Regions from separate parts of the Ovis aries genome. Here region 2 is linked to region 1. The links are chromatin contacts, called in public Hi-C maps. All regions are on one chromosome and are shown on one strand. The core of a region is the stretch at or near the end of the contact, and the rest is flanking DNA. Distances in the headings are between cores, read along the strand shown.

Region 1 (7,690 bases), core at 1,432-3,931:
TAATTTCTCCCCCAACTCTGTTCCCCTTTGTTAACCATAAGTTTACTTTCTATGTCTGAGTCTATTTCTGTTTAGCAAATAAATTCATTGTATAATTTTTTTCAGATTCAATATATAAGTGATATCATATGATATTTGACTTTGCCTTCCTTCACTTAGTATGATAACCTCTAGGTCCAACCATGTTGGAATTAGAAGTAACAGATTCTTCATGAAGCTTCTAGATTGATTGCTGGTCATTAGATGCTTTCTACCAGAGGACTTATATAAAAGGAAATATTCATTCATTCACTCATTCCTTTTTTCATCCAACCAACATTTCTTCAGCTCCCACATATCCCTTCAAAATCTATCTGAATATTTCTGGAAGTTTTGAAACAATGACTTGAGAAACAAAATTATGAATTATAGCTAAATGTTTACAGTGAAAGCCACTCCCTCCCAGCTGTTTCTCTGAGCTTTGACTAGTAGCTCTTTAAAACAGACATTTACCCTGAAGCTTTGTTCCAGTTACCTATCATTGCATGCATAACAAACCAGCCCAAAATTTAGTGGCTTGAAATAACAATTTATGATTATCCTTCATAGTCCAGTGGATCTGCTGGGTTCAGCTGGGTAGATCTCATCCAGGATCTGTCACATGACTGCAGTCAGATGGGGACAGGTGCTAGAAGGGGCTAACGGCCCATGTGGACTAAGACGTCCAACTTGTGTAGCTTGTAGTTGATGTTGGCTGTTGACCGGGAGCCCAGCTGTGTTGTCAACTAGAATGACTCCATATGGCCTCTCCATGTGGCTTAGGCTTCTCACAGCCCACTCATCGGGTACTGAGAGGAAGCATTACAAGGTCAGGCAGACAAGAGACTTGCAGCCTTGGAAGCTTCAAGACTTCTCAAGACCCAGCCTTGGGAGACCCAGACTGCCTCTGCCACTGTACTCTATGGGCCAAACTGGTCACAAACGGGGCTTCCCTGGTGTCTCAGATGGCCAAGAATCTGCCTGCAATGCAGGAGACCTGTGTTCCAGCCCAGATACAGAGAAGGAAAATCAGACTGCCTCTCGATGGAAAGAGCACATGTGAACACACGGCGGGGAGGCGTGGATGGCAGACATCTTGGAGACTTTCTGCCCCAGGCTTCTGGGAGGAAGGTCCCCCAGCTACCATTATTGAGTGATTACTCCATGCCTTTTACAGCTTTGCATGTTTTCTCAATTAATTCTCACAACAACCTGATAAGATAGATAGTATTCGTTTCCCTGTATCAGAGAAGACAAAATAGGATCAAAATGGTTATATGACTTGTTCAAGGTCAAATAGATTATAAGGGGGAAAGTTGGGTTTTAAATCCTGGTATGGCTGAGCTCAAAGCACAGGTTTTTCACATTATGCAATGCTGCTTAAAATGATTGCTGCATATGAAAAATGCCCAAGGTAAGGAAAGACAAAGAAAAGAGAAAGAAGTGGATAAAAGTGCTTTCATATAAGTGACAGTAGTTCTCTTACGACAGCAAGCTCTAGACCACATAGACCACAGCCTCTTTTTTTTTTTTTTTAAGGATTTTTTGATGCCTTTATTTAATTTGTTACAGTATTGTTTCTGTTTTATGCTTCAGTTTTTTGGCTGCGAGGCATGTGGTATCATACCTCCCAGACCAGGGATCGAACTCACACCCCATGCACTGGAGGGCAAAGTCTTGACCTCTGGACCACTGGATAAGCCCCCTCTGTTATTCTTTAGGTAGCAGATTTAAATGTTCAAGCCCCCAAACATTCTTACTTTATGGAAAACAGTCTCTAATTTTAAATGAAGCATTTCAAGGGTACATACTTTAGTAAAATGAAAGCTGAATGTATTATTAGAATTAAAATTTACTATAAGAGTAACACATTCTTATTAAATGGGACAAATGTTGCCTAGTAATTTTTAAACTATCTTGAAAATAAGGCTAACATTAGTCTTACTAACATATAGGAGCTTTAAAAATTAATTAAAAGATGTGATTTAGTATTATGTCATAAGCAAGTTGAATTTTTAAATAAACATTAAAATAAAACATGACTCAGGGAACAAGACATTCACTTGTTTCCGGCTCATTTCCTGTTAGCTGCAGGGGGCAGCACTGGTCAGTTAATGCGTGCGTGTGTGTGTGTGTGTGTGTGTGTGTGTGTGTGTGTGTGTGTGTGTGTGTGGAGTCATTTCTTTCTCTGAAACGTTTTCATCTCTGCGCTTCATGGCATAAGGTGGCCCTTCTTGAAGAGGCCCTATCTCAAACTCCATTTCAAATGGGGGACTTTACTTTGGGATGAGAAAGACTGGTAAGAGATCCCAATGTTCCTTAAATTTTAAAATTCCTTATAAAATGATTAGTCCCCATCAAGAAACAAGTAGGAAATAAAGAGAAGACAAAGGAAAAAGGCAAGTCAGATCTGAGCAATACCATCAGTGAAATGTCCATGGGAACTGTGGGTTGTCAGCACACCTGCTGGATAGATCTTGGTGCCTGGAACATGTAATCTTTCCGGGCAAGGGCATTCCTTGGCTTTGGCCCACTTACATGTTACTGAGCTCCTATGAGCTGAGGGATAAACCCCTTTCCCCCACAGGTTCTGCTAAATGACGAAGGGCAAAAAATAGTGATTTTCTGAGCAGTGCTGCCCCCTGCTGGTAGCAGTTATGCAACCCTGCAAACTGCAGTTTCCTCTGTCCTTGTTTCCATCAATAGCATCTGCTAGGAAATGGTCAGAGCTCTAAAGCTCTCGGAGACCATCCAGGTCACACTACCCTTGCTCACGCCACCCCCTGTGCACAATGAAAGCTCAGTTGGTGTTTGGAGGGGAAGTGACTTCCTCATTATCACAGCCTTAGTTCAGGTCTCTTTCTGCACCGCCTGAACACCTAACACCCAGAATTCACAGTTCCCCAGCAGACAGTGCTTAACCTCACTGTGTTGTTTGTACAGTCTTTTTAGAACAGTCTGGTGCCCTATGGTGGATCTTATTCTTCAGATCTCACCCATTTAACTGGAACTGTCAGACTTCCCCTTAAGCACTGAAATACGATTTGGGGGACAAATGTGGTATTTATGATTCCTTACATCTCTTTCATGAAATAAAAATAACACAAAATTTAGTTACTATTCTGTCATCTAGTTTCTGGGGAAAGGATTCTTCCATAACTAGAGCTAGTGATTTAGGATAGAATTAAAAGAAATAAATTTGATATTTACAGAGCCAGGAGGTTCCAACCGTCTTTCTAAATATTCATGCATTTGGCTTAAGTTTTATTTGACTTTATGATTATTTGAGCCTTAGATATAATTCATATGACAAAAAATTGTATGTAAAATTTTACTGGTCAAAGTATATAAGAAACTTCAGAATCTCACAGCAGCCTGGTGGGGTAATTAATCAAAAATCTCAACTGGTTAGTGTACTGGTACCCACACACACTTGGGTTACCTGGTTTAGTTACTAGTTCCAAGATGGTGTCCATGGTACATTGATGGAGATGTTATACGTACATGAGGTGCTTATACATTTCTAGTAAGACATTTTTCATAACTGTAATATAATGAAAACTGGGCAGCTTCCGTGTCAGAGAGTCTTCCGTTTCCAAGAACAAAGTATAGGATCTTGAGATGCCTTCATCCTCTCTGGCCAAAGCCTCATCCCAAATATGGTACCTACAAGAGACTTTCCATGACTCATCCATCTAACTTCGCTCCCTCTCCTCTTGATAGCAGTTGTTTTTATTTAGTCGCTCAGTCGTGTCCAACTCTTTGCAACCCCATGGATTGTAGCCCACCAGGCTCCTCTGTCCATGGGATTTTCCAGGAAAGAATACTGGAGTGGGTTGCCATTTTTTTCCTCCAGGGGATCTTCCCAACCCAGGGATCCAACCCACATCTCCTGCATTGCAGGTGGATTCTTTACCACTGAGCTGCTGGGGAGGCTCCCTCTTGATAGTACCTTGGTATTTATGGTCTCAGTTCTTGACATGTTTTTACAGTGAAAATGCCTTTCTGTGTGTGTGCGTGTGCACATGTGCTTATGTGCTGTGACTGAGCTAATAAGCTGTGTGCTTCTTGAAGGCAGGTGCTGAGTCTTTTATTCCTTTGATATTGTGCAGAAATGCCTGCTGTAACATTCTGCCAAGCCCAATGCATTTGGCATTTCTTAGAAACTGGATTATAGGAAAAACCTCAGCAAGGGTGCCACATCTTGCCTTCTTTAACAAACATGTCTTTCTCCCCCGAGATGCTGTCTGTTTATCTTGCCACCTGCAATTAGCATAATTGCCATCTTCAGGTCTTGCCCTTTATTGATCCTGGTAGAGAAGGCAGTTTACAGTCAAGAGTGGTGCTGATAGAAGGTACAAATCTATTCACTAGGACCTCTAATAGAGTTCGGTCCCTTGTCTGGCTCTTCAGAATCGCTTTTGTCTGCTTTTGTCTTAGACTGCACTTTCCTTTGTCTCATTTTCCCCAAGTTTGCTGTGGCAGAAATACACTAGACCACTTGACGGAGGGATAGAGAGCTATGAGAAGATGCTTATGATGAATGTTTGGTTGCAAGACAGACTAATGTGATCAACCTGTCAAAATAAAGACAAAACCGTATAAATAATCAGCAAGGTATTTATCAAACATCATGGCAGCAACGTATGGAGAGCTATTCAGGGGTTTTTTGGTTAACAGAAGGGGTTGAGACTGGAGTCCCTGGATTCTGAAAAGACTCTTCCCCACAATGCTATTAAGGAAATGAACTAATAGCAAGAAAGCTGGCAAAAGTCCAGCCTGTATCTTGAAGCATTGTCAGAAAAAAAAAAAATGCATTCTTGAGCCTTCAGAAACGAGGAGAATGTGGCAGTATTGCCTAACATAAAGAAGACTGTTTCTAATTTATTCAAGCATTGGGCTGAGCCAAGAACATACTATATATTAAATCATTAGTATTTAACAGTGAATTTGGAGCGCATGCATGTTTGCACGCATAGAAATAAGCACCCAGAACAAAGATGGCAGGCCAGAGAGGGTAGATCAAGTCAGGAAACTCTCTAGGGTTCCCAGGTGGCACTGGTGCTAAAGAATCTGCTTGCCAATGGAGGCGATAGAGATGTAAGAGACTCAGGTTCGATCTTTGGGTCGGGAAGATCCCCTGGAGAAGGGAATGGCAACCCTCTCCAGTCCTCTTGCCTGGAGAATCCCATGGACAGAGGAGCCTGGCAGGCTACGACTAAAGCCACTTAGCACGCATGCAGACACAGGTATCTCAGAAACCCAGTGGAGGCTTTCAGGCCAGGAGGGCAAGCTCAAGAAGCTTGAGTCAATTCTGATTGTGCTGCAGGCTGTTCGGAGCCTGACCTGAGGAGGTTTTGTACAAGGCTACCAGGTGTGGGGACAGAGGTGTGTGCAGCGCCACTCCTGAATGTGTCAGCCACACAGACACACACACCCTCTATGCGACCTTGATTCTGAGCCCTCCCAAGCTCCACGGGAACAACTGTTTTGATTGATCCTTAATGTTTGCTATGACACGAGAGGAGGAAGGGGAAGACACTTGTTATATATTCCTTGTCCTACAGCCAGTGCTTCCTGCTATCATCCGTGGCCAGACACCAACCAAGACTGACTCTGCGTCCCTGCTGAGGCTCCAATTGTAGAATCTTTGTCCTTTGGAAATGGATGTGACCGTGGCATCAGTATTATCTTCTTGTAGTTAGATTTACTCTCCCCCATAAGGCATCTAAATAGCCAAATGTGATTTCACTTTATTAGAATGATGCTAAAATGAATATTTTTCATAACCCATGGGGTACTGGAGAGAAATTTGAATGCTATGATTCCATTTGAATTATATCATTGTATATATACTTATTTGGTAATATATTTAGCTGTTCATATGTAAGCTCATGCATAAGATTTTGGCCTTTTTTTATTTAATGATACTCAGTGTTATGACTATTATTTTCACCTGCCTACCATCCATCCTCCCTGTAGAATCAGCCCTTTCTCTTGCCACTTACGTTTATGGACGCAATGCTGCTCGCAGATCCAGATGCTCAAGTGACCCAGAACTGGACAATCAATCCTTTTTGTCGTATCACTGTGTTTGATTTAAGGACTCTTGTAAGTTAAACCATTTCCCCTAAGAAGAGAGGCTGAAGTCCTAACCTCCAGTACTTCAGAATGTGACCTTATCAAGAGAGAGGCAATCAAGTTGAAATGTGGTTGTTAGGGTAAGACCTTCGGCAATGTGACTAGAGTCCTAAAAAAGGGGAAATGTGAACACAGACGGGCTTCCCAGGTGGCTCAGTGGTAAAGAATCTGCTTGCCAAATGCAGGAGACATAGGAGACGTGGGTTCAATCCTGGGTCAGGAAGATCCCCTGGAGTAGGAAATAGCAACCACCTCCTGTATTCTTGTCTGGAGCATTCCACGGACGGAGGAGCCTGGTGGGCTACAGTCGATAGGGTTGCAAAGTCAGACACAACTGAGTGTGCACGGACACTGAGGCACCAATAGAGGGAAGATAGTGAGTGGACAGGGAACATACCATTTATAAGCCAAGGCTAGTGGAAGCTGGGAGAGAGGATGGAACAGATTTTTGTTCACCATTGTCTGAAGGAGCTAAGGATACCTTGATCTTGGACTTCTGGCCTCCAGAACTGTGACAGGATACATTTCTATCCATTAAACCCTGCAGTCTGTGATACTTTGTTACAGGGTAGCCCTGGCAAATGAATATAGGAGTGATCATGTGACTCAAGTTAAGCCAATCAGAATGAACCTCAGGATTTTTATGGAAGCAGCTGGGAAAGAGAAGATCTCTTTTCTTTTACAGTTGTGAGCTAATAAGACCAGAGCTTCTGGGGATGCTAAGTGGACAGATTCTGTCTGTGTCTGAAGCCAGCTCTTGTGGGCAGAGCTGGAAATCCTGAGCGAGGAAGGAGGATCTGATGACATTGTTTGAGCTGTAGGACTAAAATGTTTTGAAACAGCTTCCAGATCAGATCTTGAGTTTTCAGTTACAGTGGCCAATAAGTGCCCCCTGCTCTTTTTTATTTTCAAAGCACAGTATGGTTAACAAACCCTTTAAACTTACAAATACACTTTGCTGTTGTTTAGTCACGAAGTTGTGCCTGACTCTGGGACCCCATGGACTGCAGCCCACCACATTCCTCTGTCCATGGGATTTCCCAGGCAAAAATACTGGAGTGGGTTGCCATTCCTTCTCCAGGGGGATCTTCCTGACTCAGGGATTGAACCCATATCTTCTGCACTGGCAGGTGGATTCCTTACTGCTGAGCCGCCAAGGAAGCACAATTATTCTTACTCTCACTCAAATGGTTCCAAACAAGTTACCTGGCATCTGAAATTTGGGGCATGATTGAATTGCAGTTAGCCATATCCATACAGCTATTACTGCATGGATATGGCTCAAAACTCATTGGAAAAGACACTGATGCTGGGAAAGACTGAAGGCAGAAGGAGAAGGGGCCGACAGAGGATGAGATGGTTGGATGGCATCACCGACTCAATGGATACGAGTTTGAGTAAACTCCGGGAGTTGGTGATGGACAGGGAGGCCTGGCGTGCTGCGGTGCATGAGGTTGCAATGAGTCAGACACAACTGAGTGACTGAACTGAATTCAACTGGTGGCTCAAAACAGTAAGGGGAAATATGCGA
Region 2 (7,690 bases), core at 2,408-4,907, 270 kb before region 1:
TCCTCTCTTTTTTATTTTTCTTACACTGGTGCAGTCGTTCAGTGGCTCAGTCATGTCCACCTCTTTGCGACATCATGAACTGCAGCACACCAGGCCTCCCTGTCCTCCACTATCTTACATTAACTTCCCTTTCTTACATAATAACTTCCCTCAAATAATTTGAATGGATGCAGTGATCCTTCTTCCCCTTTCAATCTCATTTTATACAAGCAATTCATGTTTTTCCTAGAATTAAAAGAAAAAACCATCTAACACAACACTGCAAGTCAACTATACTCCAATAAAGTTTTTTTTTTAAATAACATTTCTTTATTTGGCTGTGCTGTGCTGGGCCTAAGTTGCAGCATGCGGGATCTGTGATGGTCACTGAAGCATGTGGGATCTAGTTCCCTGACCAGGGGTCAAACCTGGGCCCCCTGCTTTGGGAGCAGAGTATCAGCCACTGGAGCACCAGAGAAGTCCCTCCAATAGAGTTTTTAAAATTTTTTTCATATTTTCCCCCTGAAAATTTAAAAAACCGACAACAACTGAACAACACAATTTATCCTTTTTTTAGCATACGTAATGTAATTAACATTATGTAATTAACCGTACAAATTTTAAGCAGTAACAACTGTACAAATTTAGTTCATTGTGTTCAGCACAATGCATAGTAAAACAATTCTATGTTGATTTTGAGTAGATTTCAGTATGGATGAATAGCAAATCATGGGAAGCACTTTGGACCCATCAATCATGTAATATTAACTCCTTCAAAGAAATGGCAGGGGTTCCAGGTTTATTAAGTGTGGATATTGTCTCAAAGCAAGAATATTACCTAATCTTTAATTTCAATTTGAAGAGGGTCTCTTACCATACAAATCAAATTCTCACACTTGGAAAGTGCTAGAAGAGTATTTTGAAAAGTTTGAAATTTTCAGCTATAGGTTTGGGCCCTTTCAACTTTTCCTTCTTTATGTTATCTTTGGTTTTGAAACTGCCACCAGAATCACTGTAGGTGAGCTTTTCCTTCCACACAAGATATCTCAAAAGGAGCATCTTACTCAGAAAAATTTCGAGAGGAAGACACAGCCAATCCAGGTGCAGAACTTGATGTCTAATCACAATCATTTCTATTATCCCTCAATCCGCTGCTAATTTTATTAGGTATGTGGAAGTTCTAGGTCTTTCCTGCTGCAAAGCAAGTGAGTTTTGTTTTAAACATTAACTGCCCTCACATAGTTAAAATGAACATAACGGCTTCTCTTCCACTTCTCAACTGCACTTTACAAAAGCAATTCATGTTTTTCTTAGAATGAAAAAAAAAAAAAAAACACTAATGATTGAACAAGATGTCAACATGGAGATGAATTGGGCAGCTCACTGGTCTCTAGTTGTGAATGATATTATCTCTAATGTCTCCCCTGAGACCACAACCCAGGAAGCCGCCCAGCACAATGGCTCACAAGGCAGGTTCTGGAGTCCGACCGCCTTGGACAGCTCTAGCGTTCACTAACTAGCAACCCTGGACCAGCCATTTAGTCCCACTAAATCCAAGTTTCAGAGTATGCAAAACAGACACACTAATATTATGGAACATACGGGCTTTCTAGAGGTTTCAGTGAACTGTGGCTTGCCCAGTATTGAGAACATGCTTGCACATGATAGGCAGCACTACCAAGAAGCCAGTGATCACGGGACTGTGCCCTCTTAAATTACGCAGCTACCCACACTCCCTGGGAGCACATGGAGTCCGGGTATCAGCACGGCCCTAGAAGACATAACTGGGATTTTACATCCTGGTGTTTCTGGGAAAGCTAGTGTTTTCACAGTGAAAAGAAATGACTCAGTTTTCACGTGTCTTTTGCCCTTTGCCCTCCCCCTTGTTCCTACAGGAAACATGGGCAGAATGCCCAAGCAGTTGTCATTTTACTATAAGGAAGAAAGTCACATACTAAGGATAGAGGAGTACAGAAAATAATTCCTCAGAATACCTACCTTTAGATTATTTGCCTTAGGGGAGGGGGAGGGGGAAATACACACACACACACACACACACACACACACACATATAAATATACCCCTGTTGGCCTCAACACTGCAGACTTGGTTGTTAAGAAGTAAAAATGACAAACTTCTAAAAAACATTGACGTGGGTTTACCAAGCACATTCATATACATTTCATTGGATTTCAAGCTCATACAGACCCTGAAAAGAACTAGCCCCACTATATAGATGGAGAGACTGAGGCCTGGCGCACTCATGGAAGTGACTTGTCCAATTGTATTAATAAGTCACAGAGCTGGGGCTTAACCTCAGCTCTTCTGACATCACATCCAATGCCAGATGCATAATACTGTGAGCCCAAAGCTAAAACGGTGTGCATTTTCTCTCATTACCCCTGGAGAAGGAAATGGCAACCCACTCCAGTACTCTTGCTTGGAGAATCCCATGGACGGAGGAGCTTGGTGGGCTACAGTCCACGGGGTCGCAAAGAGTTGGACACGACTGAGCGACTTCACTCACTCACTCACTCACTGGCACTGAAGATGCAATTTAAGTTAGTGGCTTGGCCACAAGAGAGTCTGCAGTCCCAGGTCAAGCTCTGACTTTTGATGTTTCCTCAACAGGCATACACATTAAGCTGTTCAAAAGGAAAAGGGGGGGCTTCCCTCATGGTCCAGAGGATAAGACTCCACACTCCTAATGGACAGGGCCCAGGTTTGATCCTGGTTAGGGAACTAAGATCTCATATACCACAACTAAGCCTGTGCACTGCAGCAAAGACCCAACATAGCCAAAATAAATAAAAAGATAAATTTTAAAAAAGATCTTGAACTTCGTCTTCACTCTCATTGTGGTATAACCAGTAAAAAGTAATGCTTTCCTTTTATGGCCTCAATGTGACATATTTTACACTTTATTTAAGTCTTTATACCTTCAGAATTACTAAATTATTGTCAAAACCAAAATAAAACAGGATTGTAGCACATTATTTTCACCACAAAAGCTAGTTTTTTTTTAAATAAAATAAGGAAAAGAACTATACATAGCTTTGCTTACATTTTTAATGGCTGCTATTTATTCTGTAAATTGGACACAATTATTCCTTCCTTTTGGTTATTTCCCCCTTTAAAATTTACTGCATATGTGTAATAAGTATGTGGTCCAAGAAAGGCTTTTCTGCAAGGAAATGTGGTTGAGTTTCGAGGCTGTCTGGATCAACAGGCATGCACCTGCCTGCTCCTGTGGAAGGACATTTGGTTATAACTATGCATGACACAGGCCCCCACTCAGGAGCAGGTGTGGAAATGGATTGCCACTCTGCCTGGTACGGGGTGCACACGGGGCAATTCATCCCAGCAGAGGCTGGCACGGTAAGGAAAACCGGCCTTTGATATTCTTATCAAATTGGCACGGACCAGCAGGGAAAGCCAGGCTACAAAGAGCTGGCCCCTACCAGCCAGGGCCTCAGGATGGGGAGAGGGAGTATGGGAGGAAAGGAGGCGGAAAAGAGGCTCCTTTGAATGATCTCCTCGGTCTGTTTCCATGGCGATGGCTCCGGAAGCGGGTCAGAACTTCCTCAGTAGAAACAAATAGCAGCTCCCATTCACCATCACTCAAACCACGCTGGCCACACTGGCCGCTGGGACATCAGGATCCAGAGAGGGACGCGGGGGCCGGGGCTGCCAGCCTTTCTTCTGTTGGCTGCTCTGAGGCGTGTCAGTGAAGCTGCCTCTGAAGGCTAAAGCTGAAGGAGCTGTGGGCATGCAGGGCCCTTTCTGGCCTCCTGATCATGTGCTGGATGCACAGGGACCAGCCATCCCCCGGACAGGGCTATGAGTGTTGCCTGCCTGCCCTACTTCTCCTGGCTGGCAGCCCAAAGGACCGGGTCCTCTCCACAGCGGCTGCCACCATAGCCTTTTTGATGTTGTTGTTTTTTTCACTTTTAATTCCTTCAGGGGTGTGTGTGTGTGTGTGTGTGTGTGACTCAACCGTGTGTGTGTGTGTGTGTGTGTGTGTGTCACTCAACCATGTCCGACTCTGTAATCCCCTGGATCATAGCTCGCCAGGCTCCTCTGTCCATGGGATTCTCCAGGCAAGAATACTGGAGTGAGTTGCCATTCCCTTCTCCAGAGGATCTTCCCCACCTAGGATCAAACCCGGGTCTCCCGCGTTGCAGATTCTTTACCATCTGAGCCACCAGGGAAGCAAAGCTGATGAGAAACTTTGGCTTGTTATAAATACTATGAAAATGGGAACTTAAGCTTTCCTGTCTTTCCAGATCTCACTTGTGTTAACTGAGGCATAACTGACATATAACCTTATATTGGTTTCAGATATACAACACAGTGATATGATATCTGTATATATGGGTCAGGAAGATCCATTTCCTTGGAAAAAGGAATGGGCCACTCACTCAAGTATTCTTGCCTGGAGAATTCCATGGATAGAGGAGCCTGGCGAGCTACAGTCCATGGGGTCAAAAAGGGTCGGTACACATTGTGAAGGCATCACCACAATAAGCCTAGTTAGCATTTGTCACCATTCAGATCTCATGTTTAAATCTCCTCATCTCTTCGTCACATCCTTGTACCTTCCACGTGCACAGCCACTAGGCAGCTGCAGACGCTTCCCCCGCTGTACTCTGTCATTCCGCTAGCTGGTCTGACTCTGCCCTTGGATTGCTTCACATCCTTCCTCCTTTTGATTCACAGCTTTATCTGAAGTGGCACACAAGCACCTGCCGGTGATGCACAAGCTCCAGAGAGCGCCGCCAGAGACCCCACGACCACAGCCGACCCCCACCAGCATCCTCTAAGCAGACCCCAAATACGCTGGTGACCGAGATGTGGAGAAGAAGCACGGAGCTTCCGCTGGACTGACGGGAAGCCGGTTTGGACAGAGATTCATAAACCCAAGCTGGCTGCCTGAGAACCCCTGGGAAACTTGTGACAGGCTCCATAGTTCCACATTTGGGGAATCCAATTCACTGGAGCTGGGCAAGGCCTGAGGGTCTGTCTTCAGCAAACTCCCCAGCTAGCTCTGACATGGGGATGTGCTTGGATCCCCCCAGGCTAACCCAGGAGAGAGTGGAATCTCCTCCTTCCATCCTCCAAAATGCGGAAAGCCATAATCCCGTGAGATTTTCAGAAAGGAATATGGAATACACTAAGATAAAACAAGTGGCCAGTAGGCTTCAGGGGTTACCCTTCTGCGAGGTTTTGTTTGGAGAAAGCTTTTAGACAAGGCTGAGGGCAGGGTCCAGCCGGACTCAGGGAGCTGCGGTGAACTTGTAGTCTGTCAGCTGAGCTCAGCTGGATCACGTTTCCCCAAAATCCCTTCACCGCACGGTACTGGGTCAGTGCAATGCTTCATGTGAGATGCAGAAAGCAGAAGCAGAAGCTGTTTTTTCTTTGGGCCTCAGGGCCAGTGCAGGGCAGGAGACCCTGAGCTGGGGCTAAAGCATGTGGCAGAGTGTCCCCTGGGTCACTGGGTAGCAGATGGGCCACAGGACTCGCATTCCTGCCCAGGGTCTCCGGTCCTGGCCTGTGGCTTGTCTCCCTCCCAAGAAGGATGCCAGCAGCTCCTCCTGCAGCTTCCTGATGCTGGAGGATGACTGGGTTTCAGCCCATCCTTGTAGGTGGCCATCTGTCCTCTGTCCCCAGTTGAGCTGACTTCAGGCCACAATACTGGACACAATACTGGAACCAGGCCCCGCAGACACAGTGAGTCCAAAATGCTAGAACAACGTGATTACAATGTCTGCTTCTCTCACAGACCCCCGACTGATGGAATTTATGAGGGTCTCAGCCCCACCCCGCCCTGCAGGGGTGGGCCGTCCCTCCTCCAGGCCCTATGTACTGTACCCACAGGGTATCACCTCACTGCGCCGTGTCTCCTTCAGGTTGTCAGAGGACAGCGACCTTCCCTAGCCTGTTCATCTTCCCAGGGCCGAGAATATGTGTCCAGACAGCAGAAACATGAAAAGCATTTATTCAGTTAAACGTCATTTGCCGCCTAGCCCATCGCTGGTCCTCCCCACATGCGTCTACCGTTACGAGCTGCCCGTGACGCTGGTGGATCAGCAGGTCTGGATTCCACCTCTGCCTCACTCAAAGTTCATAACCATGACGATGCCATGCCATCTAGTCTTTCTTGCTTCCTTAACTGCCAGCTACCAGTTACATTACAGTTCTGTTAAGAGGATTTACACACAAGTTGCATGCTTGCGTCCTCCCCTGCTCCTGCCAGGATGCGTGCCAAGTCACTTCAGTTGTATCCAACTCTTTGCCACCGTATAGACTGTGGCCTGCCAGGCTCCTCTGCCCATGGGGATTCTCCAGGCAAGGATACTGGAGTGGGTTGCCATGCCCTCCTCCAGGGGATCTTCCTGACCCAGGGATTGTACCCACGTCTCTTATGCCTCCTGCATTGGCAGGCGGGTTCTTTAGCCACCTGCCAGGATAGGAATGCTATTTATTTACTGGTAGCCCTCTCCTCTCCCACCCTCCTCCCTGCCCCAGTGTCCTGGTCACCTGTCCTGCAGGACAGACAATAACCAGCGGCCACTTCCACACAGTAAACACCTCCTGGCAATTGCTGGATGCAGCCCAGGCACGTGGCCTGAAGCTGGGCACGGTCGGCCAGAGGGTCGCTCACCAGACGGAGTTCAGGGCCATAGAGTTTTCGGAGGGGAACAGCTGAGGAGGAGAATTCTGACACAGCTGCTTTTGCTCCGAGCCCCTGTGTTCTGGAATGCTGAGCCCCTCAAATATGCTGCGCAATGGAGCACACACGTGTGCGGCACAGACCCACCCGCACAAACACATATTTCAGCACGTTGTGAGCACATGGGCTCTGTGAAAGCGGTGGCTGTCTCCCAGCCCTTCCCCTACCCTCCCATCTCTGGGGCGCTGAAAGGACAGGAGAGCTCAGGTAGGAGGGGCACAGGGTAAGTGGCTGTGGCCACCACAAGCTGTGTGTCCAACACCGTCTAATGTGATGGATGGTGGGAACCACAGGCACACTGTGTGCAGAGCGCCACCCTAACGCAGGGTGTGTGTGTGTGTGGCTGGCAGTGGGGGCGGGGGGAGACACAGCATGTACCTGGGGAAGGCATGGAACTGGGTATTTCGCACAACCACTCTCAGAAAGAGCTTTTATCCTGCACATTTTATCAATTTGGAACCTGAGGCTTGGAGAATTTAACTCCCAGAACTAGCAGAGCTTAAATTCATACCCTGTGTAATACCAAAGCTGATGTTAGCAACAGCAAACACAGAGTCCATGCAATGTTGGTGTGTACAGGGCAGGCTTTGCATTTGGTCAGAAAGGGAGAAATGGCCCAGGCTAGAAGGAATCCGGAGATCCTGACTCAAACTCACCACCATGTCCCTGGGAGCTGAAGCTGGAGGGCTGACTGTCACAGACAGACTGGGGGCCCAGGCCCTGGACAGTGCCCTTGCTCTCAGGCCCACAGCCTTGGCAGATAGATGCGTGCTTGCGAGCTAAGTTGCTTCAGTCGTGTCCAACTCTGCAACTCCATGGACTGTAGCCTGCCTGGCTCCTCTGTCCATGGGATTCTCCAGGCAAGAATACTGGAGTGCGTTGCCATGCCCTCCCCCAGGGGATCTTCCCAACCCAGGGATCGAACCAGTGTCCCAAGGCTCCTGCATTGCAGGTGGATTCTTTACCCCTGAGCCACCA

Evidence for each region. A called contact is a pair of places that touch in the nucleus more often than the background predicts.
Region 2: a Hi-C map of mixed tissues shows a contact between it and region 1, with 3 times the contacts expected there. The contact joins two enhancer-like sites. A contact is called at or near these places in 14 of 16 Hi-C or Micro-C datasets (blood, hypothalamus, liver and 7 more).

Annotation. Positions count from the first base shown.
Region 1 is chr8:72,595,167-72,602,856 of ARS-UI_Ramb_v3.0, reverse strand. No RefSeq gene overlaps it. Among named protein-coding and RNA genes, the nearest start is that of SASH1, 16 kb to the left of the region's middle. Within about 2 kb of position 2,681, at least 8 of the 54 cell types and tissues checked have an H3K27ac peak or open chromatin away from gene starts, as enhancers often do. A contact at or near this core is called in hypothalamus, where this site is marked.
Region 2 is chr8:72,869,783-72,877,472 of ARS-UI_Ramb_v3.0, reverse strand. All of the region lies in intron 4 of SASH1 (SAM and SH3 domain containing 1), which reads right to left. It overlaps LOC121820227 (a long non-coding RNA gene), which reads left to right. Exons shown (of 2, transcript XR_006060713.2): 2 at 1-22. Among named protein-coding and RNA genes, the nearest start is that of UST, 240 kb to the left of the region's middle. Within about 2 kb of position 3,657, at least 18 of the 54 cell types and tissues checked have an H3K27ac peak or open chromatin away from gene starts, as enhancers often do. A contact at or near this core is called in hypothalamus, where this site is marked.